2 separate regions of the Zea mays genome follow, and region 1 is linked to region 2. The links are chromatin contacts, called in public Hi-C maps. All regions are on one chromosome and are shown on one strand. Each heading gives the region's core, a stretch centred on a gene start, on an enhancer-like site or on the middle of the called end of the contact. The rest is flanking DNA. Distances are from core to core; before and after follow the strand shown.

Region 1 (3,343 bases), core at 841-3,340, 300 kb after region 2:
AAAAACTACTATTTCATCTTTTCCTGGCTTCGGAGTAGTTTCCTCTCCACCAAAGTGAACCAGCTCTTTCTTTTCTTCATTGAAATAGCCCAATTTTAACATCTTAGGTAGGTCACCTTCGGAGACTGTGGATTTTCCAAAATTCAGATGGTTGGGTTTGCTCGGCACCGCGTTGCTATAATCATCCTCAGAATCAGTCTCCTCAACATCAACTTGCTCTGCTCCAGCGGCAGGGACGTCCTCCGAGGTTACTAGCCCAGACCACTTCATGGCTTCGGAGATCGAAACAGTCTCAACAGCTTCGGTCTCATCTCCCTCACGATCAACCCTAGCAGTGGAGCGAACTCTGGCCATTTGATTATGACTTTCTTGAAATTTTTCGTTGATGACTTTTCTGATTTTCCCGAAGCTCTTCCTTTTGTGATGAAGCAGAATCAAAAGCGGGGTTTCGTATGAGCACGATGATTAAGCTTCGGCTATGACTAAAATTTTGGCAGCAAAACAATGCAATAGCAATGAATGTTGTGTTAACCTCACACCTACCCGTCTGTTTATATAGTGCCGCAGGTGGGAAGGTGAATCGTCAAGGTCTCCCGCACCGAACAAACAGTCACCCGCACTCGCTGAACAGTGGGCCACAGGGTCCGAGAGGGTGAATCGACAGGGCGCGCGTAACTGCTGCAAGATGGAGCCACCTCGAGTGCAGATTATTTTAATCGTTTCTCGCCAACGAGCTCAGGGAAGGTGTTTTTCGGATCTTCGGCATCCCGAAGCCTAGAAGACTTTTTCACGGATCAAGCTCGTTACGAAAAACGATCTAGCACCGCGAATGGCTACTGTTGGGGGTATGCTTCGTAGCCGAAGATCCAAAAGAAAGAGAACACCTTCGGCAGACCCTCTCAGGAGCAAGCGCCGAAGCTATTACTTAGAGAGCTTCGGCACAATGATAGATCTCAAGACGAAGGGCCGAACCGACTTAAAGATGGATTGACTTAAAGACCCATGATGTTTTGTGTCATTATTGTAGTCAATTGTAAAGGACTTAAATGTAATTTTATGTAGGTTGCACCCTGTGCCTATAAATAGGTGAACAGTACCCCGACACTGTTCACGTTATCCTGTAATCGCTAACGCATTACACTAGAATCACTTTCTGTCAGAGACAAAGGTATAAATGTACCTAAATATTATGTTTCGACATTTAAATTTATATTATGAAATATATAAATAATGTAGTTTGTATTTCCTATAATCTCTAGTATTTTATATTTTATTTCACGTTAATGCATGTTTAATCACGAAGGTATAACCTTCGTGGTATCTTGTCCGTGGCCTTCGTTCGAAGTTCATTAAATCCATGGGGATATAATGCTTCAGCGAACGAAGGACATTATTATTTAACATTTTCTGTGTTGCCTTGTTCTTAATTCGAAGCATTTGAGAACAAGTCCCCAACACTATCTGTTGCCCTTTTCCCCTTCCTCTGACTGCGTATAAGAATAGAGGAAGACGACGCTCTTTCGGTCAGACGCACATCTCTCAGACGCTGTAAACAACACATCTCCGTCTCACCTTCTGCGAGCACAGAGAGAGTGGGAGAGCATGCCTTCGAGATTACCGTTCGCAGAGGTACACTTGCACGGGTTTGTCCTCAGCAGGATACTTTCTGTTTTCAATTCTTGTGCATATTTTATTTCTATTTATTACTTATATGAGTAGTGATACACACATGCACATAGATATTATTACATATATCACGCTATTTTTTCTAGATTAAATTAAAACCAATAATAACTAATTTTCTAACAATTTAGATTTTGTTGGAGACACGAGAAACATACAAATAAATCGTTTGTTCACTGCCTCTTTACTGGAGGCACGATGGGTACAGAGATTTAAATTTATATATTATAAGATGATGTGGCTATCGGCTATTCTTCGTTAAACGCGATGCATATATTCCTCTTTCTGTTTTTTCTTTGTTACTAACTAGTGGTCGAAAAATATTTGAGAACAGGTAGTATTATATATTAAAAAAACCAAATGCGGGTACTGCCAAATAGATAGAGACAACGCCTGTTGGCTGATGTTGGCATGCTGCTCCCTTATACCCCTCCTATAAATAAACCTCAACAGCTCCCACGAGAGGACGAGGTAGGCTTTTAGGCGGCTACGATCCGATTTGTACGCCTCAACTAGACCTCACTCGTACGCCGCCGCCCCCTCCACCGCCGTCGTGCGAGAGGGAGGAGGGAGCTCTGGACCTCCGTGGGGCGTGGAGGAGTGGGACGACGCACGCGGAGGCAGCCCCGGTCGGTTGCTGCTGTATCCGTCCAGGATCGGGGGAATTCCAGGAGGCAGGTGAGCATTGCGCCGCGGTTCTTCTTCGTCTCCCTAGCGACGACAACACTACCGTTTTGCGCCTGGATTCGAGTGGATTGGGTTGGACCGGGTTAGTCATTACTCATCAGTCGAGTCCGGTTCTAGACTGAGGTTGTTCGTTCGTTCGTTCCGTGGACGGGCTCCGCGCGGCCGAGCAGGTCGGGTCTCAGGCGAGCGCAGCATCGGCGAACCCCAATTCCTCGAACAGAAACTAGGCGTGCGCCTCATTTGCGAGATGAGAGCCGCTGCGCCGGCCGCCAGGAGCCCATCGTGCGTCCGTGCTGGGAGCCCGGTGCCCCAGCCCTTCCACCTTCCACGGCTCCACGCCTTCGTTTGCAGCGCGCAGCGCGCCCGGCCACCGCCCTCCGCCGGCGCTTCCCGGGCACGGGCACCAACCACGCCCACGCCTCCGCGGCCGAGCGGCACCGCCCAGGCCCCAGGCACCCACACCGGCACTGCTCAGGCCAGGCCTTGGCTCCGTCTCTACGGCCAGCTTGTATCTGTTAGTCAGCTCTCTCACCTACAGCTTCCGTAGCCTCCTAGGCTTGTAGCTACCATGTAAACTCTGTAACTCTTGTAGGTTGTAATTTGTGAAAAATCTATTAATCTGGTTAAGTACCATTACCATGGATTAGTCCCTACGTTCTTTTTTTTAATAAGGTCAGGTAACAAAAAAAAAAGAAACAAGGTATGCACGAACCTATATTATAATAATGTGACAGAACTGGTATGCCGATGTTATATCTCACAGAATCTATGAAATTTTGAGATTTTTCCACAAACAAATGTCTAATCACAAGAACTGAATATATTGAATTCCTGATTGAATGATAGTTGAAGTATTAATGAATTTATGATTGAAATTATTAGCATGTAGTTGATTTGAGACTTCAAGTGAACTTTAGAAGTTTATAACGGTGCCCAGGAGGCTTCAATTGCGGGCTGGCTCCGCCACTGATTG
Region 2 (3,113 bases), core at 154-2,653:
GGTTGTCCCTTTGCTCTTTGGTTGAACCCAATATTTTGTTTTTTTATTGGCTAAGTGTGAACCTTTAGCACCTGTATAACTTGTACACTAGAGCAAACTAGTTAGTCCAATTATTTGTGTTGGGCAATTCAACCACCAAAACTAATTAGGGACTAGGTGAAAGCCTAATTCCCTTTCACTCTCCCTCTCCTACGACCCCGCCACCCCTCCCCCGTGTCACCGACGTCCTTTCCCCCTCACTCGCGCCTCCGCCGTCCACCTCTCTTCCCCTACGTGGGATCGTAGCATTAGCACGGACTATATATATATATATATAGAGAGAGAGAGAGAATATCATAATATAGACTTTGACGTATAAATGCTGAGATATAGAGAACGGTTTTGAGAGAAATGAGGTATTGATGAGGAAATCATTTAGAGTAGGGAGTGCGTGTAGCTTTAGACTGGATACAATGTGAGACGATATCGATTGTTGATCTTTGGTTGGTATTGACCACGTTGGTTCCAACACCTGTCAGTGGCTCTACTGACCAGCCAGTCCGATAATGACTGATTTTAGTGACGTAGTGTGTTGATTGGTCACGCGTGTGCCATATCAGCTAGTTGTTTTTTAACTATTCAAGTCTATTTTTTTAAAAATCCTAAAATAATATATATATATATATATTAGGTTTTATTTATAAACTATTTTAATTTTTTATATTTAAGCTATGCAATTTTATTTAAAAGTATGTTTTATTATTATATTTGAGTTATGCAATTTTTAATTATTGTTAGCAATTATGTAATTTTATTAAAATACAAATACATCTGATTACATAATTAAACGAATAAAATTACTCATTTAATTATTTAATCAGATGTATTTGTGTTTCATATTAACTAAAAGTCTATAAGTAATGTAATGATTTGAGGTGATAATAGATTGGTAATAAAGACTATATTATGGAGTGTTGTGATAGTTAAGGACTGAGATCGGTTATGTGGCCGTAGTGGTGTTGGAATCAGCCTTATATCAATCAAATCACGTGCAACGCCGGAAGGCCCAAGCGTGGTAAAGTTGGCTCAGCCGGAAGGCCCAATTGATGAAGACGGATAAGCTCGGCTCAGGTTAGGCCCCGGCATCGCCGTCGACTAGGCTGGCCCTCCGCCGTCTGCCATGACGAGATCCGCGTCCCCGAGCGTGGACGCTCCACGCCTCCGCCTCCCGGACGCCGGCGAGGTGCGTCCGGCGTCCCTGCTGCACACAACCTGACAACCTACTTCTCTCTTCTATCTACCACAAGATCCTTCCGCCGCCTCCCCCTCCTGACAGAGCAGAGGCAGAGCTGAGGCCCGGCCTGGCCGGGCTTCGGCGGCCCAGCCCAAATAACCCGACGGGTCCGCATCCTGAGCTCCGCCTCCACACACCTTGGCACCTCGCCCTCGCCTCCAGCTCCGCACGTCCCGTCGCCCGCTTCCACCTCCACGCGACGCGACGGCTCGCCTTCACCTCCTCGCCGCCAGACGCGCCCGCCGCCACCCAGCGAGCCGGCAGCCGCCCGCTATCCCAGGCTTCGTTTTCTTGTTGGCTCCGCCACTGTGACAGATGGCTGCGGGGGGCGGGCGGTGCTTGCTCGCCTTGGCGCTCGCCGCCGCTTGGATCTCCGGCGCGGTGGTCGCCGCCTCATCGTCGGGTGAGCAGGTACGTAAGGGGTGGATGGGCGCTCCTGGTTCACGCCAATTTTACTCGTGCGCAGTTTTTGTGCGGAAATTATGATCTTTCGTTGATTCGGATTTGCTAGAGCCGGGGCCGTGATGCGCGTTCATGTATAGTGTCTGGAAAGGGCTACGGAAAGCGTTCGTTTTTAGCTCATGCTGAATTTTACCGTACCTGTAAGCTGTAAGTGTCGATCTATCCCAAGTTCGACTTAAATGTATGTGTAATTGTTTGAGTTGGGTGGCCAGGGTAATTAGCTGTATCTCGTTTTGGGAGGCACCCTGCTTCTGATAATATTTCCGTTCAGATATGGTTGATGTTTATGCGGGTAAGTTTTAATTATGGCATTGCGCAGGAAGGCGGAAGCCGCACACCCGTCAAATGCATGCCCTGCTCTAGAACGTACATTGGTGGTGCACATCTGGACACCTTGACGGGCCAGCTTGCTCAGCGTCGTGACATAGTGGAAATGTCTGATTCTGGTGAATTGTGCAAAGGACTTGCTGATGATGTCGAAGTTCCTATGCTTTCAAAACTACGCCGGCAACTGGTTGGTAAAGGTTCTCACCGCCGTTTAGTCTATTCTGTGGATTTTGGTGCCCATGAAGGTGCTATGGTTAATTTCCTTGATCACTACGATGCCCATCTGGTGATATTTGAAAAACTTCCTGATGGAGTGTTTGCCGACCCATTTGAGCTACAGCATTTTGTTGAGCGCAAAGGTGAAATCTGAATCTGAGATAGACTGTAGAACTGCATTGTTATCTGTATTATGCTAATCTTTTTGGTTGAAAAAATCTTGCAGTTTTCGTTGATGTTGCTGTTTTTGGAGACGCCAACCTTGAACTGCCCACAGCTCTATCCAATGGGTCATCTGTTGAGATCCATTTTGATCTCAGGCGAATCATTTCAATCAACTGTAACCTTGTAATAGAGATGCCTCTCCATGCTAGATACCCGGTAAGTTTCTGTAGAATACCTGTGCAAAAAAAAGGTTCATTGAATTGTTTAGTTCCTGCTATCTACAATTGAACTTGAACATTACTTGTTTTTGCCTTGTAGCCTACTAGCTTAGGATACACTTCTATACTGAAATTCAGTCTGCAAATAGAACATTCAGATTTCCCTACAAATTGATTTGCATGAATCTTTAAAATGTTCAACAACTTGGTGGTGATTAGTGGTACATCATTTCCAGGATGGACATCAAACAATGCATGCCGGAACATAGTACCTCTTATATTGGGCCAGGCTATGCATAATAATAATAGATATATGTTTGCCTCTCCCTTTGGCATGTTTTGTACCGAACATGGGCCTAATATATAGATAAGCTATCCAACGACTTCAGTGATTTTTGTTTGATTTTGCTTTTAATGCATAATACTATCTTTCCGGTTTCTGTGGATTTATG

Evidence for each region. A called contact is a pair of places that touch in the nucleus more often than the background predicts.
Region 1: a Hi-C map of tassel shows a contact between it and region 2, with 4 times the contacts expected there. The contact joins the promoter of LOC103640538 here to the promoter of LOC100275459 in region 2. A contact is called at or near these places in 3 of 25 Hi-C or Micro-C datasets (ear, leaf and tassel).

Annotation. Positions count from the first base shown.
Region 1 is chr1:171,246,926-171,250,268 of Zm-B73-REFERENCE-NAM-5.0, forward strand. LOC103640538 (TNF receptor-associated factor homolog 1a) reads left to right here and starts at 2,091. Exons shown (of 10, transcript XM_008663508.3): 1 at 2,091-2,361.
Region 2 is chr1:170,951,979-170,955,091 of Zm-B73-REFERENCE-NAM-5.0, forward strand. It overlaps LOC100275459, which reads left to right and starts at 1,404. Exons shown (of 4, transcript NM_001149526.1): 1 at 1,404-1,684; 2 at 2,055-2,421; 3 at 2,505-2,659. The coding sequence starts at 1,589.